Regions from separate parts of the Mus musculus genome. Here all the other regions are linked to region 2. A link is a contact called in public HiChIP or PLAC-seq and promoter capture Hi-C data. All regions are on one chromosome and are shown on one strand. The core of a region is the stretch at or near the end of the contact, and the rest is flanking DNA. Distances in the headings are between cores, read along the strand shown. Region 1 has its middle 48 kb from the start of Gm38563. Region 2 holds the start of Cyrib (CYFIP related Rac1 interactor B). Region 3 has its middle 10 kb from the start of Myc. Region 4 holds the start of Ndrg1 (N-myc downstream regulated gene 1). Region 5 holds the start of Tmem71 (transmembrane protein 71). Region 6 holds the start of Pvt1 (Pvt1 oncogene).

Region 1 (4,556 bases), core at 53-2,552, 3.0 Mb after region 2:
TTTACATGGAATTTTATTTCTTGGCTTTTTTTTTTCTCTCCTGAAAACAATCTTCCTTCCAGAATATCAGTAATGACCAAAAATGAAGCCTTAGCAGGGAAAATTCATCAAAAGCTATTCTGCAGCCCTTAACCTCAGCCCAATGGTATTACATTGATTTAAGAAATTCCAGATTCAAAGCCCAGCTCTTACACTTCTGCTCTTACATCTTTGCTGCAGTGCCTGATCTCACCCCTGGAATATTCTTCCTTCCTTCCTTCCTTCCTTCCTTCCTTCCTTCCTTCCTTCCTTCCTTCCTTCCTTTTCTTTTTTTGTTGTTGTTTTGTAACTCCATGATCCCTAGTGAATAGAACGCTTGTAGCCTGACTCGCAATTACTAGCTCTACCATTGGCCTCTAGCACAGGCAGGGAAGATCATTCCATCCATCAGAGGACAGTTTCATCATTGTTAACATCTGGCTATGTCTTCTAGCTCTACAACAGAGGAGCCATGATGATAGGAGCTGATTCTTGGAGGTACACATAAGACCCCAGTGATTGACTTCTACATTTTTAATGCTCATCATTCAATAGCAGCTATGCAGAGCTTTCCTCCATACTCCATAAAGCTCTTCTGGTTCTAAGAACCATTTCCCTTAAGTCCATACCTCTTCGTTCATCCTCTGTCAGGGACAGATGAGCAAGTACTTTACTCAAATATTTACAGATATTTCCAGTCTGGCAGGGCAGAGTGAATAGGTGAACATAGAGTGAATAGAGTGACCATTTAATTACAATACCCAGCAAATGGACTGGACATGGGGAGGCTTAAGAAGGCTCCATGAATCAAATGCCATCATACAATCAGTTGCTTTCCAAAGATACACACTAAGCTGTTCTTTGTACCAAACTAAATAAGAGGCCCTGACTTAAGTCCTGACCATAACCATCACTCTGCCATTCTTGTTGCTTGTGTGGGCTTCACTCCCCTGCTAGACTGTAAGCTGCTTGGGGAAAGCAGCTCTATGTCAGACCATATCCAAGTATCTGCTTGCAAGAATTTAGAACAAGCTAAGCTTACTCTGAGAATAGTAGTTGGAAGAAATGCCTGATGGCACAGATGGAGCTTGGTAAGGCCCAGAGTGTATGGAAAGGCTTCTTCCACTTTCTGCCTTCCTCAGAAGCTGCTGTGGGCACAGTGGGAAGTTTTGTTTGCTTTGTGCAGTAAAACTTTGGAATCTGGCTACTAAAGAGGAAAGAGGGAAGCAGAGGGGCCAGGGAGTCATGCAGTAATGCCTGTGTTGAGCTCCTGTTTCATCGTGGCTATGTGTGCATGCCATGACACATCAGGAAAGCTTTTTGCAGGGGCAGGCTTTCACTTTTCCTGACTTTGAAACATGTTGAAAGATCACACATACGTTTTCAATGAAGTCACTGACAATCACAGGAAACCAGACACAGCGACAGCTGGTGGCTCCTGTCACCCCAGGGCGATTTAATCTCTTGGTGGAACACTGAAAAAAATGTTGAAGGGAGGTAAAAATTTTAGTATTTTTGTTTTGTTTTTTAAAGGAAAGGGGAAAATGTGAAGAAAAAAGAGCATCAGAACAAGGAGAAATTATCTGGCTGGAGGCAGCTGCTAGTATTATGAACAGCTCAGAAAGACAAGGAGGGGCCCAGACCCATGTGGATGAATGAAAGGGTGAGCAGCGGGTGGCCAGAGAGGTACTCCTGGGAGAATATGATTTCCTTTGTAGCATGAGATGCCAGACACTATCCAACTTCCAGCAAATCAGTCTATGAGTCTGGGACTAGGGCTCTTTGTGAACCAGAATACCAGGACTCATAAACAATGTCAGCTATCTTATTGAGGGCTGAGTAACAAGAGAAGGACAATTAACAGGCCAGGGAACCCTGAAAACAGTCATTAAAGTCTTCATGGATGTGGGCAGCAGTGTTGCACAGCTGTTGAGCATGTCAATTAGGGGTTTAGTGTTGGGAGTGGGGGTAATGGCGTATCTACAAGGCCAGCAGCTCTCACCCTGCCTACTTACATGGTGGAATGCAGGCCCCACTCTGGGCTTGTTTCCTGAGGCCGAACAAAAGAGGGAACTGGATGTGGAGTTCCCAGATGATCACAGATTTGTTACTATGATTAGATACATGCACATTTAGCCAAGAATCTGTGGTCTGTGGTTCCTGCACCAGCCACTGAAAGAGCTATCCTGGGCTATGGAGATAGGACAGTTGCCACAGTGTGTGACAACTAAGTGTGAATATCTGAGATCAATCCCAAGAAACAACATGGTGGAAAAAGAACTGACTCCTGAATGTTGTCATTTGCATGTATATATATATATATATGTGTGTGTGTGTGTGTGTGTGTGTGTGTGTGTATACTCATACATATATGTACACAAATATATTGTTGCAGTATTCTTTTTTTATTAAGCCTCAACCAAAGTTGGTGGCTCTTGAGAAAGGACACCAAAGATTGTCTTGTGGCCTCCATACCTACCTGTGTGAACACACACCCCTTACACACAAGAACATACACACACACATACACACACACACACACACACACACACACACACACACACACACACCAAATATACATACTGCCACACATACAAGCACAGAGCCAACCAACAAGAAAGCTTAGCTTGCCCTGACACAGCAGCATTTGCTTATTGACAGGACTTAGTTCACTAGTGGAATGGTGATCTCCCCTTCTACAAATAGGAAGAAGTCTTTGCTCCCAGTTTATCAGTTCAAGATACTTTCATTCCCCACTCACAGAACAGAGCCCCATAAACAGAGAACTACAATATGCAGAAGTCTGTGCTATGATGGACCCTTGAACACACTGAAAACAAAAAGATTGAAAAGCAGATGGAGAGGGATGGTTTTGAGCAAGCAGGCAAACAAAGGCCAAGACAGAGAGCAGCAATCTGGAAAATCAGGCTAAGGACAAAACCTCCACCATATTTCATTTATTTGTTTTGCATTTCAATCTGTGAAGTCTTTTGGTGTTCCTTAAACCTATAGGAGCTGTGCTTGTTCGCTGAATTTTTCCTAACACACTTTCACACTTTCCTCTCAGAACCTTCCTTCCCTGATGTTTTGCAATGATTTTAGGTGACCCCTGTGAAAGGATCACTCAACCCTAATGGCACCACAACCCACAGGCTGAAAACTTCTGGTCTAGCTCAATAACTGCAGACTTCATCCCTTATCAAGGAATCTTCCCTTTGCAATAGATCAAGACCATTTGAGAAGGGGCATGCAATCAAAACATAGTATGACACCTGGGCCAGGTGGAAACATCTGAAAAATAACCCTCACACCAAAGATCCAAGAAACATTGAGGAAGATGGGGTGGAAATAATTGTGCGAGCCAGAGGATCACGGGATTTGCTATGAGATGGTATCTCCTTAAGTAATGTAAAAAAGTGATACCCATAAAATCTCAACATGATTGGCTAAACATGATCTCAGCGAGCATTTGGGTTTTCACCCTTCAGGACGAGCTCAGTGAAGGCTGGTTTCTGATGCTCTTTCACATGGTAAGGTGACTTCTCTCTACATACCTGTTGGCTTTCTGTCCAGTAGTCCTGTCACTTGTCTTGGATAAGATGTTGAAGTCCCAAACTACAAGTGTGGCTTTATCTTTTTATAACTTTGGCTCTCTCAGTTTTTGCTTAAGATGTTTGATGTTCTGCTGGGTTTTATTAATTTATTTTAGTTTTGAGATTATAATAATAATTACATCATTTCCCCTTTCTCTTTCCTCCCTCACAACCCTCCCATATACGCCCCTTTTCTATCTTTCAAATTCATAGCCCCCATTTCACTAACTGTTATATATTGCATGCATGTATATGTACACATACATATTTTCCTAAATATATGAATAAAGCTTGCTTGATCCATATAATTATTCAGAAGTGAGTGCTAGTTCTGATACATGAAAGCCAACTGATAGACATATGCTAAATTAATTTAAAATTACAGAAAAAAGGAAGCAAGATCTAGGAAATGATTCAGGAAGTACATTGTTTGCTGGATAAATTTGAAGTCTAGAGTTCAGATCCCTAGTGCACATGGTGAACAAAAGAATCTAGGTACAAAAGTAGTAGCCTGGTTCCTTAACGAAGTGTGAAGACGGAAGGGGTGGTTAGACTCCTGGAACTCACTGGCAGGCCAGTCTAGCCTAACTGACAAGCTCAAGGCTTAATGAGAGAATCTGTCTAAACAATATAGAGAGAGCTGTAAGAAGGACATATAATGTCAGCCTCATGTCAGCCTACATGAACACGCATGTGTGAGCACACCTGCACATGTATGTGTATTTATGCACATACATATGTCTCCCATGTAAAAGAATAAAGGAAGAAAGAGAAAAAATCAGGGAGGGAGGGACGAACAAATGATTAAATGGCTAATTGCAGATTCAACTGCTGTTGTAGCTTCAATTCTCAACAATTCATTTTTCCCCTGTCCTGTAACTGACATAGCACTGGTTACAGTACTGCAAAGGTCAAAAGTGCTGTCTCCAACGTGACATTAATTCT
Region 2 (4,460 bases), core at 229-2,728:
CTGTATATAGACTCATTACAGTCTGTTCCATTTCACATGGCTCAGACTGGGCACGTCCTTGGGCTTCAAGTGACACAACCTGGGTGCTTGCCTGGCTCCTCTGGTATGTGATAGGCATGACCTCAGGCTGATGCCATCTGTCCCTGCTTCAGCCTCTTCATGTGTAACTCTGGGCAGGCTGCTTCATGGACTGTGGTGAGAGCTAAGTGAGGTGGGCACAGCCTCTGGCACCTGGTTCACTCTGAACTTCCAGACTGAGGCCCTCCCATTTTGCATGCTCTCTGCTGTGCCCAGGTTTAAAACCTCTTCTGCTGTCCCCTCAACTTTATAGCTGACCGTTGATTCAATATTCAGACCACTTCTTACACTGTTAAGATGGCATCTGCTCCCCAGAGCCAAGAGTTCTGATGCCCTGGCAGGCTCTGATGTTGGACCAGGGTCATGAAGTGCAATGGTCAGGGAGGACTTGAACTCAGGCCCTTAGCCTCCCAGGCAATTCTTCCCTTGGCCTAAAAACCTCCAGAGACTTCTAGAAAGCACTTCTGCTTTCCCTTTGGGTTTGCTATGCCAAGTGGGCCACACACCCTTTCTCGCTTGTCCCAGTGCAAGCAAGCTTTCATCATCAGAGTGGCTCTACCCAGCACTACAAAGTTTTTTTGCAATCAAAAAAATTCCCTGAGAACCGTCCTGGAGGCCTCAGCAACCCCAAGTTCCCCGAATTGGCCCAGGTTAAGGAAAATCTGGACACACCCCTTTGTTAAAGATGAAATAGTCCAAGGTAAATCAGTCCCCAATATTGTACCCCCAAGCCCCTAGCACAGGTGGAGGGGTGATAAGAATGAGAAGGAGGGGCAAAAGTTGTGGATGTAACCCTTTTGATACCACGTTAGAGGTCAGGGAAAAGATATTTCACGGAACATTAAATATTCCTGAAAAATCTGGTTGAAAATCAAGATAACGATGACATGGACTTGAGGGCAGAGGAGTAAAGGAGAGGGGGAAAATGCCCCTTAATGATGTCCTAGGCAAAGGGAAGGACAGGGGTCCCCACACCAAAAATCCCAACAAGGAGATGGTATTTGGGGAGTTTCCCCTTCGCTAAATCACAAGTCCTGGGACGACCGTGTGACCGTGTGGGTAGCCCAGACCCCCTCCTCGCATCGCCTCTGCTTTATTGGTGCCCGGGCTTGCACCACTGGACCCCATGGGTGTTTTTCTGCCCGGCTCCCGCGGTCCAGGGGCAGCCAGGCAGGTGGCGCCCGAGCCGAGCGCATCTCGACCCCTCGTCCCAGGTGAGGGAGGGGCCGCGGGGACCCGGCGCCCTGGGGGTCGGGCCTAGGCGCCCGGGACTCGCCCAAGGTCACTGTGCGGGCTGGGGCGGGGGCGGTGCGGGGCGGTCCCGGGCGCGGTGACGCGGGGCCCGTGCTGCGGCGGGGCCCGGGCGCGGGGGGCGGCGCGTCGCGTCCTCCTTTTGTGCGGCGCCGGGCTGGGCTGCGAAGGTAAACAGCGCTTCCTCTTCCTCCTCGCCGCCTCTTCCTTTTATAGCGATTTCTGGCCGCGCCGGGGCCGGGCCGCTGCTGCTGCCGTTTGCTGCTGCTGCTGTCGCTTGCTGCCGCGGCGGGGCCGCTCGCGAACCTGCGGCGGGGACGCGCGAGCCGCCGACCCGGAAGCGGCGTGTGTGCACCGCAGGCTCCCGCCGCCAGCTCGCCCGCCCGCCCGTCGGGCCGCCAGGTACGTGCAGGGCCGGCCGGGAGCCTGCTGCGGCGTCGCCGCCCTGGTTCACCGGGCTGCAGGGAGGGAGCGAGCGAGCGCCTGGGGCGCTGTGCACTGGGAGGCTGGGGCGCGGGGTCCGAGTGGTTGTCCCCGGGCACACCCCTCTTGCAGGCCAGGTGAGCGCTGCAGGGCCTGACCCGGGCTCCGCGCTGCCCTCCGCTAACTTCATTTTGGGGGTGGGGGTGGGGGTTCCAGGCCAGGAGGCTGAATTGAGGAACCAAAAGGGCGAATAGACTCGCACCAGCCTGACTTCCTTCTGCTCCGACCCCCGCCGGCGTTTAAACAGCACTTCCTCTTTGCCCGTTATGTTTTCATCATCATCGGCATCATCATCATCATTATCAGTTTTTTTTTTTTTTTTTTTTTTGAAAAATGGAAGTTTAGTGTTCAGAGGTGGAGGCATTTGGAGCCCACAGGGCTTTCTGGGGGTCGTGCACACACAGTAGGTCTGGAAGGAATCCGTGTGTCCTCTGAATGTGGGTCTTGTGTCTGGGGTGGGAGGAAAGAGGAACCCGGACTTCCTTTGCAAGCAGAGCCCTAGGGGGTTGTCTCAGATCCCCACCCTGCCGCTAGAAATGGAGGGGTGGGGGAGGGCTTGAGTGTGAAGGTGGCGCAGCAGGGAGAGTCACGTGGCTGTGCACCTCTGTCTAATTCTTGGTCCTACCACTCACAAGCTTTGTGACCTTGGCCAAGTTGTCTGCATTCTCTGGGTCTTTCGGCTCCTTGTGTCTGTAAAATGGGCCGCTCTCAGTTCTGGCCTGCAGTAAATGGGACTAGGTTTCCTGGCCTTGAGGTTCAGGGTGGGAATGTCACCTCCCCTTTAATGCCTTCATCCCTTAAGACACGTGCCGGGCGGGAGCACAGGGAGGCTTCCTATAGATAGTTGTGAAATGAATTGGTGGCTGGTAAATTTTGAGAAGTGAGCCCGTAGGCTTCCTCATTTTTGCCTTCTTTGCCCTTAACTTCCACCCCATCATCACCAGAGCCATGTTTTGTTACTTCAGCCTCCAGAAATCCGCGGATCCCTGGAGGAAATAGGGACTCCCTCTGAGGAAGCTTCCACTCTGATTTTGATTGAGACTCTCCCTATTCTTGGAGGGTTGTATTCAGTGTGGAGAAAAAGGAAGCTTTTTTTTTTTTTTTTTTTTTTTTGCGATGACAGTGGAGGTGGCTGGCAGGGTTGCCAGCTGGAATGATTTCCCAGGCCCTGGGCTCCATGTAACTGGGAAGGAGGCTGGGGGAGGTGGCTTTTTCTCCTGTGGTGGAGCCTGCAGAACAGGTCACCTGGCTAGGCTTTCTTCCTGGAGGCACTTTGTAATAAGTATGCTGTAGATTATGAGTGTGTGTGTGTGTGTGTGTCACAGAGAGAGAGAGAGAGAGAGAGAGAGAGAGAGAGAGAGAGAGAGAGAGAGAGGAGGGAGGTATTTGTGCACTTTGGGAAATTTTAAGGAAATGTTGCTTTGTCTAACAGCCATTTCCCCCCTCTTTCTTTTCACATCCAAAGCCTTGTGTGCATGTCTCTGAAGTCTGAGAGCGACTGCTTCTTGCTTTGTTAATTTCTTGACGTGTTGAGACAGGACCTTATGATGTATCACAGGCTGGCCCAGAACTTGTGAATGTTCCAGCCTCTGCTACCCAAGTTCTGAGACCACAGGTGTGTGGCACTGTGTCCCTGGTCACTTCCATTCATTTACTACCGAGGCAAGCAAGCTCCTCCATTCAGAGACACTGCTACACAGCTCTTGTTAATGCACATGGTGGCCACAGTCACCTGTGTGGCAAGAGAGAATCTTTCCATTTCACCCAGACTTGGTGTGAGGCCAGGGCTTCCTGTTACTCAGCCTGGGAGAGGCAGGTGCAGGACCTTAGGGCTGCAAATCTAGCCTGGGGTTCTGGTGGTCCTCTGCATCCTGAATGGCTTTGTGTCACCTTGACAACTGTGTCTGGCTTATCCTGGGAAAGATGGACCTGTGTTCTGAATGAGTGAGAAAGTGATGGCTCCCCCTCTGTGCTTTGTGAATACATTCTGTCTACATCCCAAGGTCAGCATCTGGCATCAAAGTGACCTTGATGTTGTTCTCTGGTGGTTCTTCCTGAAGTAAAGTCATGGCTCCTAGTCCCTGGCGGGCCTTACATCTCGAGACGGGTGCACAGAAAGGGCTCTTAAGAGACACTGATGCCAGGAGATTGTGGCTGCATGTCCAGCATCTCTGCCATCTCTTTGATTGGAGAAACCACCTTTCTTGTGGCTTTGGTGGTGTGGGCACTTGGCTATCTTTAACAAATCTGTCTGAGGCTGTGCTGTGTAGATTTAAACTGGTTGCGTGAACTGGGTGTGGTGGTGCCTACCTGTAATGTAACACTATGGATGTTGAGGCAGGAAGATCACTGGTTCGAGACCAGCCTGTGCTATGTGATGAGCTGCTGTCTGACACAGACAAACACCCATAACATCAGTTCATCTGAGTGGTCAGCAGGTGGTCTTACATCACTATCACCTTGAAGCCCCCTTTTCCTGCCTGCAAACTGGTGAGCTAGTTCTAGCCCTTGCCCATCGCACAGGGTACTCATAAGAGAGTAGGATCCAAATGTAAACCCATTTTTCTGTTGCTCACTCATGTGCATCCAAGGTTCTGTGCAGTGTTCTCATCTGTAAAATGGGCAGATGAGTCGTGCACTTGAATCTG
Region 3 (4,318 bases), core at 1,571-4,070, 2.1 Mb after region 2:
GGAGGGTATGGGGGACTTTTGGGATAGCATTGGAAATGTAAATGAGGAAAATACCTAATTAAAAAAAAAAAAAGAAAGAATCATTGAGGCTGATGGCCTGGAGGGACTTAATGGTGTGGTAGAAGGAGGGAGATGAAGAGGTAGCTAGACTCTTGCTTACTTACTGAGCAATGGCTGGAACAGGCCTCCCATCTGAATTCTCTCCAAATCTGTGGTAGAGGGGTATAGCTTTTGCTGATCCTTGTTTGCCCTTGGAATTCCCACCTCACTGCAAATCACCTGGGCTGAGTTGGCTCAAAACAGCCCCTAGGCCTCCCACTTCAGACTCAATTTCAATACCTCTAAGATGGACCATTCGAATCTCTCTTAACGGGGTTGGGGGGGTGGGTGGGGGGCTGGTAAGATAGCTCAGTGGTTAAGAGCACTGACTGTTCTTCCAAAGATCCTGAGTTCAAATCCCAGCAACCACATGGTGGCTCACAACCATCTGTAATGAGATCTGATACTCTCTTCTGGAGTGTCTGAAGACAGCTACAGTGTACTTACATATAATAAGTAAGTAAATAAATAAATAAATAAAATTTTAAAAAAAGGAGTCTCTCTTACCAAAAGTTGTTCTCAAGAGTCAGGGTTTTAAGCATCTGCTCTTTTCTTATATCTCTGAACAGTGAGAACCATCACTACCCAGAATGTATCTAGAGAACATTTTTTTCTTTTCTTATATTGACTTTTTTGTTGTTGTTGGTTTTTTATCTTGGATAGGTCTTCCCTTTGCCTCAGAAGCTGAGAATCACAGGGTTCCAACTTTTGCAGGAGGAGTGTGGTCCTGGGAACCAAGTGAATTGTCTGGTTTAAGGGTAAGCACATGGTTCCAGAAGACTGATCATAGTTCTTTCTGCTGTGTTCTTCTGGCTAGAAGGAAGAGGTTTAGCTGGGCGTGGTGGCACACATCTTTAATCCCAGCACTTGGGAGGCAGAGGCAGGTGGGTTTCTGAGTTCGAGGCCAGCCTGGTCTACAAAGTGAGTTCCAGGACAGTCAGGGCTATACAGAGAAACCCTGTCTCGAAAAAACAAAAACAACAACAACCAAAAAAGAATCAGAGAGGATCCTTGGATGAATCATGAAACAGTTGCATAAATTGACATTTTCCCTCCCTCCCTCCCTCCCTCCCTCCTTTTCTCCCTTCTTCCTTCCTTTCCTCTGTCCTCTGTCTCTTCTCCTTTCCTAGTTGATTTTGTGAATTGGAACAGAGTTTCTGTTGTCTGGAACTTACAGTCCCTGCATAGAGAAGTTGTTGCCAAGGCTGATGCTGTCTGGGATGAATTAGGTAGTCACCAGAGGGAGAGAAGATTTGTCAATCACAGTGCAGAGCAAAGGGTTGAATGGGGTGAGAATGACTGACAGCCTAAGGAAGTAGAATCTTAAAACAGATGCCAGAAATATGTGCACATTTACTCTTTCATACACCCATTTGTTTATTAAAATTATTATTATTATTATCATTATTATTACTTTTCATATGAAGCTCTGGCTGGCCCAGAACTCACAAAAGTCTGCCTGGCCTACCTCTGAGATTGAAGGTGAGCTTTATCTCACTGGCTTCAACAATATTTTGTGTGTCAGTCTAAGCAGTAGTACCACACATCTTTAATCTCAGCACTTGGGAGGCAGAGACAGGTGGATTTCTAAGTTTGAGGCCAGCCTGGTCTACAGAGTGAGTTCCAGGACAGCCAGGGCTACACAGAGAAACCCTGTCTCGAAAAAACCAAAAAAACAAAAAAAGAAGTTTAGCAGGACTAAATGTGGTGCATGCCTTTAGTCCTAGCACTCCTAAGAAAGATATAGGCAGATCTCTGAAAGTTCAATGCAAGGCTGGTCTGCATAGTGAGTTCCAGGTCAGCCAGAGCTACAAAATGTGGAGGCTTTATCTCATGTGGATTGAAGGTGTCTGTGGAGAGAAGAGGTTTAGAGTCATTTGTGTAAAGATGGACATGGTATCTGGTAAAGGAAGAGAGCTGTGGGAAGCCAAGGGAGAACAGCTTGGCCAGTGACATCACCACCTGGAAGAATACTTACCTAAGTAGGGGGAACATATTCTTTTTTCATTTGTTCAGCCATACCCAGCTAAGAGAGGGCTCCAGACATCAAGCAAGCAAAACAAAGCTACCTACCGGTCCAGTAACTCACCTGACTAGACACTTTGATTCTTGTCTTAGTCAGGGTTTATATTCCTGCACAAAACATCATGTCCAAAAAGCAAGTTGGGAAAGAAAAGGATTATTCACTGTCCACTTACACACTGCTGTTCATTACCAAAGGAAGTCAGGACTGGAACTCAAGCAGGTCAGGAAGCAGGAGCTGATGCAGAGGTCTTGGAAGGATGTTACTTACTGGCTTGCTTCCCCTGGCTTGCTCAGCTTGCTCTCTTAGAGAACTCAAGACTACCAGCCCAGGGATGGCACCACCCACATAGGCCCTCCTTCACCACTAATTGAGAAAATGCCTTACAGCTGGATCTCACGGAGGCTTTTCCCCAAGTGAGGCTCTGTGATAACTCCAGCTTGTGTCAAGTTCACACACACACACACACACACACACACACACACACACACACACACACACACACACACAAAACCAGTCAGTACAATTCCCCTCCTTTTCTGTCAGCAGTTCTTTCCCTCTCAAGTCTAGCCTACTATCATGGAAATGAATTAGGCTTCCTGTCTTTTCAGCTCAAAAACCAAATCAAGCAAAGCAAGTCTAATCAAAATCCTTCCCTTCACCTGATGAACCCCCATCTCTTTCCTTGACCTTTCTCGCTATGCAACTTGAAACAACTTTGCTTCTACTCCACCCCTTACTCAGGTCTGATGCACCATTGAGCCCATCAAAGAGCCCTTCACTTAGATGTTTACAGAATTAGTGAATTGCACTTTCTTGTCAGGCATGATTAAGCAAGACCAATGAACTTCCATTCTTCAAGGGGTTGATCTGATGATGAAGACAACTGGTCTCCAAGCATACAAGGAGAAGCCCAAAACTGGCATTGAGGCTGCCAGGCTGCCGTGTTTGTGGTAGGTAGTAAGTGTATCGAATAGGAGTGGAGAATGGCTTCAGACTTAATCCAGAAAGGACTTGGCTTACCAGTGGTTTGAAAAGATGGTTGGGTTTGCAGTGGTAGAAAAGACAATGGTTCTCAGACACAGAGAAACCCTGTTTTGAAAAACCAAAACCAACCCAAACCAACCCAATGAACAAAACCCAAAACCAACCAACTAACGAAACAACAACAACAATTAAACCCTCAGGGAATGAGAACTAGTATTTGCATCCTAGAATCACACAGTGGAAATTCCTGAATAAAGCCCTGCATGAAAGCTGGAGAATAAGTGTCCCAAACTGGTAATCCCAACACAACACTTAAGAGGCTGAGGCAAGAAATTCCAGAGTTTGAGGCCAGTATGGCCTGCCTAATGAGATCCTATTGCCAAAACAAATAAACAGAACCAAAGTACTGCAGGAGAGTTGGGTGCTGGGACAGCTAATTAACTACCTATGGGCAGTTGTCTCTAGCAGATGAAGGAGTAGGAGGATACTGGGTGGAAGGGGAAGTGGATAGGAGAGGCCTAGAGAAGCATTCCCTCACTAAGCCAGTGGATCCTTGCTGTACTTCCTGCTACCTTAGGCACAGTTCAAATAGCAAGCGTTTTTGGTTTTAGCTTGTTGGTTTTAGCTCTCCTTCTTCTTTGCTTCCCTGCCATCTGCTGCTGACATTTTCTCCTTTAGCTTCTTTCTCAAGACTTACTGGATTCCATCCTTATTCCATGTTCCCAGGACTCGAACTTCCACCACTCTGTAGGAAATGCCCTAATACTTTTGGTGAAACAACCTACAATCTCTATAGAGATGTGACTCACCCATTGATCACTTACCTTGCATGCAGGAGGTTCTAGGTTCCCTCTCTAGTGCAGTAAATTTAAAAAAAAAACATATTTAAAATTTAATAGTAAAATTTAAAAAGTAAAACCAAAACCAAAAAGGAGGTGTGTGTGTGTATAGGGGGTTGCTTTGGGAATAAAAGGAGATAATGTATGTCAAACTTTTAGCACACAGTAAACATTAATTGCTATTATCGTTAGTTAGTGCTTATGTGACTTCAGGCCAGCAATTTCACATGTCTGTGTACAAACTTCAGTATTGTCACATCTAACAATTGTTCTCCAGCTGAGTTGTTTGTGGGGGTCCTCCCGCCCCCTGCAGAAAGCAGGTATATTCTGACAGAGCTTTCCCCAAAGCTCCTCTTTCCTAGCCATATAG
Region 4 (4,395 bases), core at 368-2,867, 2.9 Mb before region 2:
ACAAGCAGTAAACCATAGGTACTCAATAAATGTTTGTTGGAAGACAAAACAGGGGAGATTCTGGGAAAAATGGTTATTAATGGGGTAACAGACTGCTTAGTCTGTGTTGTTAAGCAAAAACAGGATGACTCGCAAACATGCCAGTACTCACTCTCATGGTCCTTGGGTCCAGAAGTTCTTGAACATAGTAGGTGCTCAGGACAACTATAGATCTGGTAAGCTCAGCTTAGCGATCTTGTATGGATGTCTTGGGAAACAGAAATCTTGGGGCTCCATTTTGCTATGTCCCCCAAAGAAAGAGCTTTCCTTTTTTCTTCTTACTTCCTTCTTCTCCAGCTCCTTAGCACAGAGCAGGCTCTTAAAGCGGCTCCCTAGATATCCATAGACCAAGAGAATGAGGGTCAGGTTATCTAGAGGAGGGGGGAGGGGAAGGCCACTTGAGTCATAAGGGTTGAGCAGGTGGCGTTGAAACAATGACTGGACTGGGCCTTAGGTGTGACTCAATCTCTCTATAACATGATGTTTTCTTGGTGCTGGGTGCTGAGATTCTCAACGTGGTTTCACATCTGAGCCAATCCGGGCAATGTTTATTTATTTAGTGGGGATGGGGAGCGAGGGGTCTGAGGAAAATGTATGGCACTGTGTTCTTCCTTTCCACTTTGTGGTTTCCGGGCATGGAATTTAGGTCCCCAGGGTTTTGCAGGCCACATGTCTTTACCAGGTGTGCCATCTTGCTGCACCCTTTGAGGAGTTTTTTTTCAAAGCCCCAGTGTTGGGGCACACTCTCAGATTCTAACTAAGCTGCTCTGGGGTGTAACCAGGGTATCCACCTGCTTAAGAAAAGCTCCCTGGAGAGGCTCAGGTGTAGGTCAGGGCGAGAACCCGGTAACAGGCAAGCAGGCCAAGGTTTTAGAACATCACGACAGAAGGAAGATCCATGATTGGAAAGCAAATTCTATGCACGTTCTGGGGACCACAAACTGCAGTCCGTAGAGTGCTTACAGCTGACACAGCGGGCTGGAGCAGCGGGGAAACAGCAGCTCAGAGTAGGAAGGGAGTTGTGGGGCGCCAAGATCAGCAAGAATAAAGGGAGCTAAGCAATGTGAAAGGAGCCTGGAGATAAAGTCTGCCGTCTAGGCTGTAAATGGGGCTCGGGAGTGACTGCGTGGAGACCCGGAGGAAGTGGGGGGTGCCGCCCAGAAGGGCGTGGCGCGGGCAGAGGCTTAGGAAACTCAAAGGCTATAGGGGGGCAAGCGGTCGCGCAGAGAGACACAAGGGAGTCCTTATGCACACGCGCACGAGCGCGCACGGGCACACCACGCTACCACTCGGTGGGCACACGTTCGCTGCACACGCCGCGGTCCCGAGAGCGGATCACAGGGAGGAGCGGCAGGCAGGGCCGGGCAGTCTCTCCAGTCGCGCCCCTGCAAAGGCTTGCGCAACAGGCGGCGGCTCCAGCCCGCCCCGCCCAGCCCAGGCAGGGTGCAGCACGAGGCGGGCCGGAGAAAGGGGTGTGTCCCCGTCTCCTGCTGCGCTGGGAGCAGAGGGTCTGGGAGGGGCGAGGCCCTGGGGGCGGGGCCCCGGCGCCTATAAAATCGCCCTACGCACGCACGGACATAAACAAACCTTGCCAGGCTACCCTCTCGCGTTGCAGGCAGATTGCTCACCCATCTTCGTCTCCCTCTTCACCTCCCGCGGGGCGCTGCACCTCCAACCTTGTGGTTGGCTCCTTTCCGTGCTTGCTTGCTCATTAGGTAAGCCCTCCGGACGCCTTCTTCCTCCGGAGCAAGACAAGGACCCCCAGCAAAGCTTGCTTTCGGGGTGCTACTGGACACCCCGCCCGTCTTTTGTGGCCCTTGCGAAGACCACAACTGGTGGTCTTCGGTGGAACCGGCGCCGGAGGGATAGCTGGCATCACTGGAGCGGGTTTCGATTACTATAAGGCACAAAAAGACGTGTTGGGTCTCGCTTTCTCTCTAATTGGGGAAGTGGGATTAAGGGGTCGAAGTTGGGGCGGAGAGCCTGGGAATACCTGGGTCGCACTTCCTGGCGTCAACCCTGAGCCACAGCTGACTTCTCTGTCCACTGGGCTCAAGGGGACACTTTGTGTGTGCTCTCGCGTGTGAAGGGGTGTGGATGGGTGATGGGGTGACTAGGAAAAGAGCGACTGTAGCGCGTGTATCCAGGGGATGAGTAAGGGTGAGCAGACTTGGCGGGGAGTGTGGAGAAGGGGGCGAGGGTGTGTCTACTCTGGAGCCTGGTCCCGAACCAGTGTGATCTGAGTCCAGGTTCCCATCCAGTCCAGAGCCCAGTGCTCTCTCCAAGCTGTGCGTGTGAGAGAACGTGTGTGTGCTGGGGGAGAGTCCGGGGTGTGTCCCGGCGCGTGCTGCACGCGCCACTGCGAGTGTCGGCGGCGAGAGGAGCCCAGGCAAGGGTGCGGCCCTCTAGGTAGTACCGGGTTGGCTCTGTAACTGCGCGGGAGTGGTGGTTTGTGCCTCCAGGGTCGCGCGGGCATCTGGCAGCCCCAGAGTTGGCTGGAGCTCTGAGTGTCGTCATTTTCGCCTCCGCCTCCCCCCGCCCCACCTCCCTTTCTTTCTCCCAGGCGGTCCTCCCTGCTGTTTTAGCCCGGAGAGCAGCTGGAACCGCTCGTCCGTTCCCGGGAGACCGGTCGCGGTCTCTGATTCAGCCTGTAGGGTAGATTCGGGAGGGGCGTGAGGAATGCTGCAGGCTCTGGGGAAACATGCTGTCACCACCGCCTCTGTCAAATTAGTAGCTGAAGCTAAGATTTGTGGATGGCTTCCTTACTCTGCCACCTTCCGTCTTCCCTTGTCTGTCGCCTTTGCTGGCAGTCATCACGGATCCCCATGCACTGTCCCTTGGGCTTTAATGTGGGAGGACAGGTCGGGGAGGGAAGTCCAGTGGTCCGTGTCCTAGAACAGCCTTCAGCTCTCCCTCACAGACTTCCTGGGCAGGTCAGCTTATTTGAGTCCTTGAAACTCCTGAAGAAGATGGGAAATTCAGGACAGCCAATGTTCCCCCCCCCCTTACCCCCTTCAGTGATCTCCTACACCACCTAAAGTGAACGGACAGGCGCTAGCTATGGATTTCAAGGCAAATCTTTCAGGTTGCTTCTTACTGTTAGAGATCCTAGCAATTTGTCTATTTCACATGTGTGAAGTGAATGAGAGAAAGCTAGGTGCAGAGGAAAACCCCCCAAAACCATCTTCATGGGACTTGCCAACTTCTGGACAGTGGCAGGGAGGGGCCACTGTTTTATGGGTGTGGCGCAACCAGCCCCAGGCCAGAAGGGTACCAAGTCGGAGCTGAAAGGTGTGAGGGAGGCTTTACAGGAAGGTCTGGAAAAGCTCCAAGAGGTGAGACTACAGTAGATGCTGTCAGGGAGCTAATCCCACCTGGGCCTTCTTAGCTTGGTGGTGCTTGGTATCTCCGTGGCCAGTACTGGGGAAGGAGGACTTTTTCAGCCATACCAAGGACAGTAGCTTGACCCATAGGAAGAGCTCTGACATTATTAAAAATCATTGGGACAGCTCTGCTTTCTGCCCTGACCCCGGTAGGTACCTGATACAATCCTATGGCTGGAGGAGGTATCGCTTAGTTCCTGGGTCCATTGTAGAGTCTCCTCTCCTCGTAAGCTTTCTCTTGGTGAAAGCAAACCAGAAATTGCTAACTACTGGCTGGGCTATTTCAAAAGGAAATCCCAACTCACACACATCCTTTCCTGTCTTTTGCTACTTTAGAGATGAGAACTGAGATCAGAGATGGAGAGGTCTGTGGCTGAGGTCAGCCAGAGTCTGAACTCCGTTCAGAGTCCCTTCTCAGAAGTCTCTTGGTTAGGACTGAACTTGAGTTTTGCCTGAATGCAACGGAATGAATAGGAACTTACCTTCTTACCAAGTTTTGGGTGAGGCCAGTAGGAGGGAGAGGCAGAGTATATGTTTGCTTTTTATTGTTTGTTTGTTTTGAAAGTGTTTAAATCATGTGTTGAAGTGGAAGCAAAGTCAGTTCAGTGAGAAAGAGACAAGGGTAACAGTCCCTCTACCTGGTGTTTTTTTTTCAGTTAGTTACCTCCCCCCCCCCCCTGCCCAACAGTGCTGGGGTCCCTGGGTGCATTGACCCCTGGTGGCTTGAACTAACCCCAGCAGGGGACAGAAAGAAGGCAGTGTTTTTCTGATGTCCCAAAGCTGCAGTACTTCCCTTATGACCTAGATCCAGAGGAGTCATCTAAGGCGTGCCTCAAAGGTCCTGTACCTTCTGAGGCAAGCCAACGTAATGACTAGCACTGGGGGTGTAGCCATAGCAGAGCGAGTATAGGATAGGAAGAGAGTCTGGGACAGGAGCCACAGAGCATCCAAAGGATCATTTGCTACCTTCCAC
Region 5 (4,857 bases), core at 547-3,046, 2.5 Mb before region 2:
AGAGTTCTGGAAAAAAGCTCAGCTTAGCCATGGTGACCAATTACAAAGTCACCACCTGAGGAAATAAAAGCATATCACTATAAACAACTAAGTTTTGGATACTTATTTTACTGTGGAGTAATTTCTGTATTAGAATGACATCCCTGCCACTCTTTCCAGATTATTAGCTTTCCCAGACTCTGACCAGAAGAACAATGTCAGGCCCTGATATAATTCTGTAGTGTGTGTGGCAAAAAGCCCAGACTGAGGTAGCTGGTAGTCATGCAACTCATACATTTTTAATTTCCTAGTATGTACTAAACCTCATACTACACCATGATATATAACAAGAAAAGAATAGATAGACCTTAGGCTCTGAAGTAAAGCAGGAGATGGAACATAGAAAGTCTCTTGGTTCCTTAACTGTAGCTATGACGCACACTCCAAATAAAAATTGTAGAGAGCTGTGGCCTTCATAACTTGATCTAGGAGAGGTCATGTAGAAGGAGTTGCTTAGGAACAAGATGTAGAAACAACGGTAGTATGTTTAAAGACTCCAAGGTGAAAGCAAACCTGAACAAGATGAAAGGCTGAAGATCAACATGGTCAAACTTTAGAAGATAGAATGTGTGCAGTATGAGGCTAAAACTTGCCTCATAGGCTGCAGGGGTGATTTTGAACTTATTATGAGAGAGGAGCAAAGATGAAGGTTTTAATTTAAGGAATGACATAATCAAATTTACATAGTGAGATATGTATGTGCATAATGTGTTGGATAGAGGCCAAGTAGACAGTTGGAATGTTAGCATAAAATACAGTCAGAATGAGGTAGTAAGTGGAGTCCCAGGGAGAGACAATGGAGGTGGAAAGAATGTGGGATTCTGCGTAGGAAATAATACTGATATCTCCTAACATCAAAAATAATCTCGGTAGCAATCCCCAAGAATTAATAACACAAACTCTCCACCATCCTGATCAAGCTCTCCAAAGAGAAGTCAATTCACAAAATCCAATAAGGAATACATCTTGCACATTCCCTCAGGTACCCAGCTATTTCTTTCTTCTTTCTTCTCATTTGATTCTGCAGGCCAACCTTGGGGCTATAGATTATTACATTTAAATTTGAGAAAATTGCAGCTCAAAGATGCTAAGCCACAAGTCTGAGGTCCCAAAGCTATCGTGAAAGACCATTTTAATCTTAGCCTGTCTATGCCAGTGCCTGGAAAATGAAGAAGTGGATGCTCACAGTCATCTATTGGATGGAACAGAGGGCCCCTAAAGAAGGAGCTAGAGAAAATACCCAATGAGCTAAAGGGGTCAGTAACCCTACAGGAGGATCAGCAATATGAACTAACCAGTAACCCCGCCCTCCCCCCAGAACTGTGTCTCTAGTTGCATATGTATCAGAGGATAGCCTCATAAAAATCACATTATTATAGATAATATATAGCTTTTATAGCATCCTGAACTTGATAGCGTTGATGCTATCTTTGATATATTTAGGTTAATTGGACCAAGAGCATAATAACTGTATGCTACTCATAACTGAATATAGCCAGAAAATGTCAAACAGGAAACATGGCTTAAATTTTCTCATGTTAATATAGTTTGAGGTGACACAGAAGCTCTGAGAAGCATCCCTCAATGATCACAATGTATGGAGTTGACCTGACTCTGGGTTGCCTGTTCCCTTCTGATGGTCAAGAAGATCTGCTGTATTTACTCTGTGAACACCACTGATGCGATCGTGACAGGAAGTATGACCTCATTCTGCTGCCCTGCCTCTAGTTCGGAAAGGCTGATATTGAAAGTAAACAAGGCCCGTGAGACTAACTCCCAAGAATGACAAGCTATTCTATTCTTGGAAGCAGCTGAAAGATCCAGAGGCCCCTGACCACCAAATTGCCCTGTGAAAGTGGCAGAGACATGGTCATCTCCAACCAGAAGGGAAGACGGGGTGCTCTGTGGGAAGTCACTTCTGCACCTGTTGACATTCTGATGGGATTTTTCAGTTGAAGAACGGCTCGGTCCAGCTTTCTGCACTACCAACCACTGGGAAGCTTCGTATTTCAGTAACCCTCCTGTCATTTATCAGTCGGAAGAAGAGCCCGGGGACTCCCTGTGGAGGAATATGTATGAGCAAGTTATATTTCAGAACAGATGCATTGCTTTGATGAGCTGGTAGACAGAGTCTGTTTCTTGAAAAGTTCTTGAGCTGTGAATGCAAGTTGTTTTCACAGTTACTAATTCTTGACTAGCGGGCATTATGCTCACTGTACATGGCTCCTCGCTTTTGTAAGATCAAACAGCGAGACCTTGCTTTCTGCTGCACAATGCCTTGCCTTAAAACTAAGCTTACTGCCTGAGGAAAACTAACATATAGTCATTTGGACTGGACAAAGTCTTATTGTATTACTCAATGCTGAAATCACAAGGAACATGCTAGTATGTTCACTTGTATGGATATTATCTTTTTCAAACCAGTGATTTTCTTTTTTAAAAATGTGTGTCTTTATTTAGAAATCTTCCAAAGAATGCTAGAAAGTTCTGTATTATTTAAGACAATCTTATAAGCTGGAGTATATGATTCCTTGAAAGGTTCACTATACATTATTAAATAATCTAGTTTGAGCCTTAGAGTTGATGTGACTGATTTAATGTATTATGTTATAGCAATCAATTATTAGTTGACATGTTTATCAAAAACAGGGACAGAACTACTAGATCATAAAAGGCTCTCATGTCACCTTATAAAACTACTAGGGTCGTATTATACATATATACTTATATACATACAAACATATGTATATGTATACACTTATATAATTTATGTAATTCAGTAGCTACATGGAGATAGAACTATGTGATAAGAGGTAACTGATCAATATTTGCACAAATTGCACACTTTGAAGCATGCTTACTTTGAAATTGAAAAGTAAATTCTAAGCTTTCAGGAATGTGACTTTGTAATCTGGGTTGTGGTGGTCTATTTGTAGCTCAGTATAGCTTATGCTGTTTAGGAATGTTCAGACTGATAGCCACCACAAAAGCCTTGACCTTCTCCATGGCCACTTGTCAATGGCAACAATCTCCAAGCACTTACTGCAACTCAATAATGAAACTAGTTCTGCTGGCTGCTTTAAATACACATTTGTTTCAAGGACACTAGAACCAGCCTCTTTTTCAGATTTCTTAATTAAGTAACAAAAACCTATTTAATCTGGATGACAAATAAACCTTTGTAAGTATTGCTTTTCTCTCACAATGGTGTTGTTATTTACAGAATATTCAGACTTAAGGAATGAGACAATGAAAAATAGAATTTAAAGTAGGCAGCCCCACACTGAAGTCCCACAATCTGGTCTGCTTCTCCAATCCTACATCTCTGTACTATTTCAGCAAACAAATCTGACTAGTGCAATTAGTAGACGCCATCTGTTTGGCATCATTTGTCTATTTTTAATATATAGTCCATCTTTTTTTTTTAACGTCTTTTGCAGAAAAAAAAAAATCTGTGAAGTTTGAACAAGCGGCCTTCTCAAGATGTACCGAGACTCTCCACTGATGTCGACACCAGTAGCAAGTAAATGTGAAACTGCTCTGTGCAATTATCTTTGAACGATTAGAGTCCTCTTAGCAATTTCCTTGCTTTGATTTTGCTGATACTCAGACCATTAGCCATCTGTCAGTAGCTTGTGTTTTTTAAATGCCAGTGTGTGCGCTTTGGCAATGATTTCGACTTCATTTCTTTCCTTGAAAGAAATGTGGCATTTTTTTTTCTTTTAGGATTAAAAAAAAATCACTATTTTTTTAGATGCCTATGCATAAATGTGAAAGGAGGCCATTTATTGGCTACTATTAAGATGCAAAACTGTCTACAAAAATGCTGAAAGATTGATCACAACTTTCAGAAAATAAGGGCGTTGTTCAAACGGTAGTGGTTTCTTCCTTCCTCTTATTTTTCTCTCCCAACCCTCTTTGTAACCCTCTCTCACACACCCAGTTGTTCTTCTTTTTTTTTCTTTTTCTTTTTAACTAATAAAATAACAGCCTGAGCTGAAAGTCTAAATTACCTTATTTGTTTTCAGTAGTAATTGTCAGCACAGAAATCAAGTTTCTCTGAGCCAGGCTGTTAGAAGTCCTGATACTGCCGTTGCCTTTTATAAAATTGTGTGATAGAGTTTACACTACGAATCCCCTTCGATCTTCCTCCAAGTGAAGCCCATTGTCATGCCTATGGATTGGATCTTCTTTAATGAAGTCTTTACAGGCTTCATAGTTTTAAAAGCCATCTATTTAAAATCAATAAAAATCAACCCTCAGGCTGGGGAGAGGCACTGTCATGTAAAATGTTCACCATGCAAGCATGAGAGTCTGAATTCAGATTTACACATCCCATATAAAGGACTGGGTATGATGTCATGAGCCTGTAATCCTGATACTGGACAGACATCCTAGGAGAATTGATGGGATCCAGGTTCAGTGAGAGACCTTGTCTCAAACAAGCTGGAGAACCATAAAGGAAGACACACAAATGTGCACACACACTTGCACACACAAAATCTACACTTCATACTCACCCCCCACAATGCCTTCTGTTTGCTATAATAGCGACATCTTAGAAAGCATTAACCAATCACAAAACTCCTTGGCAGTGACTGGATTCTCTCACATTATAGAGTTAGCTACAATACCCACCACACTGAGCGACTGGTCTTGATTTTTCTTTTTGAACTTCGCACAAGATGCTTTCTCTCTTCCACTCATAAGCTCCGTGTGGTGGCCATGATTTATCACCCTGCACTAAAGAAAGCTGTCAATGACTGTGGAGTGTGAGAGCGACAGAAGATAGATATTCCAAGATTACTTTATGCTTCC
Region 6 (4,680 bases), core at 702-3,201, 2.0 Mb after region 2:
AAGGTCCCGGACATGGAAGACAGAGGCCTCAGCAACCAGGCAGGCTGCCTGCCAGCCTTCCACGGTCAAAGAAGACAAGAATCGGATCCGTGGAGATGGTAAGAACTCAGCAGACAGACTTTCAAGGAGCAAATAATACAAATTACCAGAAACAACAGAAAAGAGACACCTTTCCAGTTCTGTAAACTGCTGTCACAGAAGCAAAACAGGATGAGTCAGAGGAGAATCAATCAAAAAAAAAAAATCAATTTCTTCTACTTTTCAAGGGAAGCTGGTTTATGCAAAATCCTGCACTCAATAGGTAAAGCAGCAAGAAACAGCCACCCTTAACCAGGCAAAACAACAAGGCAGTCCCATACAGTCACTCCCTAACAGAGTGGGGTGGGGGTCCCAGCACAATAGCCCACAATGTCTTAAACCAGCCTTAATGTCTCACCAGATCCATCATGAACCTAGTTGAGTTCAAATAACCGTAAGGCACATCCTCACCTCCGAGATGTAACTAGCACACATCCAAGCACTGAGAGCAGGCCACCACGAGGTTTTTCCCAGTCATGGAGTCCATGTGACGTTTCTGATTTCCTGACAGCTTTGCTCCTTCTAAATCTTTTAAGAAGTCCCACTTGGAGCTCCAAGGATAGAAACACAAACGCTTTCCCACTGGCTAGAGCTTTAAGAAGGACTAGCTATGACCATAGGACTGTGCAAGTGAACAAGCCCAAACTTGTCACTGCCCATATGCAAAACAGGCCTGCAACATCCTACCACATGCACTTCAACAGAGACCTGCATCCTTAGCCCTCCCCAACACACAGACACACAGACAGACAAACAGACAGACAGACAGGCAAGCAGGCAGGCACACACACACACACACACACACACACACACACACACACACACATTTGGCTTTCTCTAGGTCAAATGACAACAACCCCTTAAAAACACAAGAGCAGAAAGGAAACAAAAACCTCACTTCTCCCTATACTCTCTTAAGTGATTTCTCTCCTTAAGCTTCTAGAACGTTCTGGAGAGCTCAAAAGGACAGATTATCACCCACTAGTAAACTAGTAAGAAAATCCATGATGTGTCTACACATAGGCACATGTAGCTTCATGGCTGCGCTTCCTGGAAGTCTGCACAGTTCTCCCACACCACTCATAGGTACAGCAGAAAATACTAGCCAAGAAAGGGCCAATCTAGTTAAAGCAACAAGCTATCCAAAAAGAATTAGCAAGGATGAAGGCGTGGGGGCCTTCCACGAACACAGGAACGCAATACAAAAGCACAGAAAGTTTCCTGACACAGGGAGTTTTAGGAGATCACCTTCTTTCTGCCCCGAGGGGGTGTCTCGGAGGAGGGCTGGCCAAGGATGGAGGGAGCATCACTAGACTAGACTCAGACTTCCAGTTTCGTAAATGAGGCCTCCAAACCACATCAGCGGCCCCAAATCTGCGCTGATTGCAGGGGGCGTCTCTCTCTTTTAGACCTGAGGAAATGGGCTCTTGATCAAGTGCATAAATCCAGAATTACCTCTATGTAGAGGCCATCCTGGGAAATCTCCCTCGCACCCACACTTCTCACCCACACCCAAACTCTCTGGCAATCTCGAGTCTAGTGATGAGGAAAAGTGCAAGGTTAACACGCGCTCGTGGGAATGCAAAAGCCACTTTCCTCTATCCAGACTCTGCATCCCTGGGCTCCAGAGTTTCCAGGGGATAAACTTGGAACTTACAAGAGGGTGGATCCAGCCGTGACTCCGAGGTCACCGGGGCTGCCAACATCCTTTCCACGCGGATATCCACTCGGGGGGCTCTGGGAATGCTAAGTTCGTAGCTTCTCTTCATCCTGGCCTTGCCGAGCCCGCTTGACCAGTGGGTCCATGTGCTCGGCGGCCACACGCGCTCTGCCTGGTAGAGCGCGGGGCTGGCGGGTGGCCCGTGACGTCACGGCGGCTCGCTCCCGGCCGCGGGGGAGGGGGAGAAGCGCGCGCCACCGGGCAGGCCGCGTGTGTCCCCGATCTCCTGGTGTCTGGAGGTTTCTGACCTGAGGGATCCAGCTCGCCCCTCTGCCTGCTGCCCTAGGCAATGAAGGGGCATCAAGCCTGAGAGGAGAACCGCATGGAGGTGGCGTGCCACTGAGGCTGCTTAATGCCCAGATGGCCCTAGTAGAGAGCACACTCTGTCAGTCCTGGGCTGGGAGGTTCTAGCTGCACTCAAACCTAGGTCCTACATAGGTCCCACACAGCCTGGGGCTATGCCCAGGCGAGGTCAACTAGCTTTCCCACCTCCCCTCCCCACCCTCCCCTCCCCCACACTATTCCTTTTTAAGGTAGACATCCCATCCCCCTTCACCTTGAAGCTTAGCAGTCTTCCCACTTTTCGGATAGGGAAGGAGACTCCAGTGAATTAAAAGGACCAAACTGCTCAGAAAATAGGTCAGTAGTTCCTACAGAAGACCCCCCCGAATCTGTTCTATTTCAGAACTCTCATCTGAGAGCAGTCCTGGGTACCATCCATCATCTGTGGTTCTGGAGAGAAGGACGTACTAAGCAAACTCTAGCTGAGAGAGGACCACCTGTCTGCAGCATCCTCCATTCTTGGTCCGTACAGGGTATTACACTAACCTCTCAAATGTGCAAAAGCCTCTGCAAAGAACGAAGGCTGGTGTGAAAGGCACGCGTATACCACGATATTCTTTTCGCTGTATTCAATCCAGCACCGAACAGGTGCACGTCTCTAGTACCATTTAGTCAAGCGCGGCAACGTGCTACAACCAGAAAGGGGAATGAAAGATGAGGTAGACTCAGATCCTAGAGGGAAACCGGAGTCCTGTGGAAAGCGGGTTGCATAACTAGGTGATACCAGGATCGCGGAAAGTAACGCGGGTCCACTCTTCTCTCAGCACACTATACCTCACTTTATTTCAATCTCTCAGAGAGTCTTTATCTCCTCCCTCCCTCTACGTTCCCCCTTCAATGTCTTCACTTTCATTACTTCTTAGCCACATGAAGATGTCTCTGTTGAAGAGAAAATTTACCATACTCGTGTGTGCCAGTGCGATATGCACGGATAATCGCGCTGTGTGTGGTTGGTTTCCACCCTGAGAGTGACCGAACAGATCTTCCGATTATCTCCTTCAGATTATCTCCTTCTTGTGCTAGAGAGTGAAGAGGGTTCTGAATTCTATGTCTGTATGTGCTTTCGATGTGTCAGACATTTCCCAAACCACCTGCTGCGACCTTGGGGAGAAGCAACCACAGGCTCTCAGAGGCCCAGTTTTAAAGACAACTTCAGTAACAAATCCCTGAAGATGCCACCTGCTCCTTCCAGTTAGTCCTGTACACTAGACCTCCCAACGGCTGAAGACCTTCACCCAGGTTCATTCAGCTTTAGTCTCGACCCAGTTTGCCCTTCCCTGGGACTAAATTTTGCTGCGCTAATTTTAGGCTAATATTTTCCCCCGATATAATATAAAAATATCATTTGGGAATTTCACATAATACACTCTAATAGCACTCTTATCCCGATCCTCCCATGTCAGTCCTCCCCACCTTTGTGAACATCCCTACCACCACCACCACCACCACCACCACTGGAAAGTCATAGAGCCACTGGAGTATGGCCACACTCCTAGGGACCAGCCAGCTCCTTAAAGAAAACTGATTCCTTCCCCACCTACCCGACCCCCTCCAGAAGCCATAAGTTGTGGAGAGCTACACTTCAGCATTCTTACCACATTTTTTAAAGCATTCTCTTCGAAGGCTTTCTGTCCAGGTTGTTACTTTGGGGAGTGGGGCTTCCTTTTATGGGATGTTTAAAAATTTTTCCAGTGCCGGGCATGGTGGCCCACACCTTTAATCCCAGCACTTGGGAGACAGAGACAGGTGGATTTCTGAGGTCCAGGCCAGCCTGGTCTACAAAATGAGTTCCAGGACAGCCAGGGCTATACAGAGAAACCCTGTCAAAAAAAAAAAAAAAAGAAAAAAAGAAAAAAGAAAAGAAAGAAAGAAAAAAAAAGAAAAAGAAAGAAAGAAAGAAAATATTCCAGCAAAATTTCACAGAAGAAAGTATTTTTAATAGCACTACTATCTAAAACAAACATTATAATATATGTTTCTAATTTTATCTTTTCCTTTTGTTTTTTTTTTTTTGTTTTTTGTTTTTTGTTTTTTGTTTTTTGTTTTTTGTTTTTCGAGACAGGTTTCTCTGTGTAGCTCTAGCTGTCCTGGAACTCACTTTGTAGACCAGGCTGACCTGGAACTCAGATATCTGCCTGTCTCTGCCTCCCAAGTGCTGGGATTAAAGACCAGCTTTGTTTCTTTGTTCTTTTTTCTTAAAGAAAACTTATTTTTATTATGTTACAAAATGGAGGTTGTAAAGCTTCATGCCTTTAATCCCAGAACTTGGGAAGCAGAGGTAGGTAGATGTCTGGGTTCAAAGCCAGACTAGTTTGTACAGAGAAAGCCAGAAGGAGGAGGAGGGGAGAGGGAGAGGGAGAGGAGGAAGAGATGAAGGAAGAAGAGAAGGAGAAGAGAGGAAGAGGAGGAAGAGTTGGAGGAAGAAGAGGAGGAGAGAGGAGGAAGAGAGGGGAAGAAGAGGAAGAGAGAGGGAAAGGAGGAAGAAATGGAGGAAGAGGAAGAGAAGAGAGAGGAAGAGAAGAGAGAGGAAGAGGAAGAGA

What was found. Promoter capture Hi-C pulls out the DNA fragments that hold promoters and counts their contacts. HiChIP or PLAC-seq counts read pairs in DNA pulled down with a chosen protein or histone mark.
Region 1: a promoter capture Hi-C map of the 3T3-L1 cell line shows a contact between it and region 2, with 8 times the contacts expected there. The contact joins the enhancer-like site here to the promoter of Cyrib in region 2. A contact is called at or near these places in 6 of 39 promoter capture datasets (the 3T3-L1 cell line, cranial neural crest, hippocampal neurons and 3 more) and 1 of 9 other capture datasets (pancreatic islet).
Region 3: a contact with region 2 is called in an H3K27ac HiChIP or PLAC-seq map of embryonic stem cells, with 10 times the contacts expected there. The contact joins the enhancer-like site here to the promoter of Cyrib in region 2. A contact is called at or near these places in 3 of 39 promoter capture datasets (the HPC-7 cell line, cranial neural crest and pre-B cells), 4 of 115 datasets of contacts at active chromatin or transcription factors (embryonic stem cells, pro-B cells and thymic regulatory T cells) and 1 of 9 other capture datasets (liver).
Region 4: a contact with region 2 is called in a promoter capture Hi-C map of pre-B cells. The contact joins the promoter of Ndrg1 here to the promoter of Cyrib in region 2.
Region 5: a contact with region 2 is called in a promoter capture Hi-C map of pre-B cells, with 5 times the contacts expected there. The contact joins the promoter of Tmem71 here to the promoter of Cyrib in region 2. A contact is called at or near these places in 3 of 39 promoter capture datasets (the C10 cell line, cranial neural crest and pre-B cells).
Region 6: a promoter capture Hi-C map of pre-B cells shows a contact between it and region 2, with 5 times the contacts expected there. The contact joins the promoter of Pvt1 here to the promoter of Cyrib in region 2. A contact is called at or near these places in 1 of 39 promoter capture datasets (pre-B cells) and 1 of 484 Hi-C or Micro-C datasets (B cells).

The regions. Positions count from the first base shown.
Region 1 is chr15:61,106,452-61,111,007 of GRCm38.p6, reverse strand. No RefSeq gene overlaps it. Among named protein-coding and RNA genes, the nearest start is that of Gm38563, 48 kb to the left of the region's middle. Within about 2 kb of position 1,302, at least 45 of the 459 cell types and tissues checked have an H3K27ac peak or open chromatin away from gene starts, as enhancers often do.
Region 2 is chr15:64,057,466-64,061,925 of GRCm38.p6, reverse strand. Cyrib (CYFIP related Rac1 interactor B) reads left to right here and starts at 1,478. Exons shown (of 13, transcript NM_001360036.1): 1 at 1,478-1,731.
Region 3 is chr15:61,993,438-61,997,755 of GRCm38.p6, reverse strand. No RefSeq gene overlaps it. Among named protein-coding and RNA genes, the nearest start is that of Myc, 10 kb to the right of the region's middle. Within about 2 kb of position 2,820, at least 15 of the 459 cell types and tissues checked have an H3K27ac peak or open chromatin away from gene starts, as enhancers often do. A contact at or near this core is called in embryonic stem cells, where this site is marked.
Region 4 is chr15:66,966,863-66,971,257 of GRCm38.p6, reverse strand. It overlaps Ndrg1 (N-myc downstream regulated gene 1), which reads left to right and starts at 1,617. Exons shown (of 16, transcript NM_008681.2): 1 at 1,617-1,754. It overlaps Gm2895 (a long non-coding RNA gene), which reads right to left and starts at 1,610. Exons shown (of 3, transcript XR_875396.3): 1 at 152-1,610.
Region 5 is chr15:66,557,985-66,562,841 of GRCm38.p6, reverse strand. It overlaps Tmem71 (transmembrane protein 71), which reads left to right and starts at 1,796. Exons shown (of 10, transcript NM_172514.3): 1 at 1,796-2,112; 2 at 3,480-3,562. The coding sequence starts at 3,523.
Region 6 is chr15:62,035,257-62,039,936 of GRCm38.p6, reverse strand. It overlaps Pvt1 (Pvt1 oncogene), which reads right to left and starts at 1,951. Exons shown (of 5, transcript NR_132747.1): 1 at 1,736-1,951.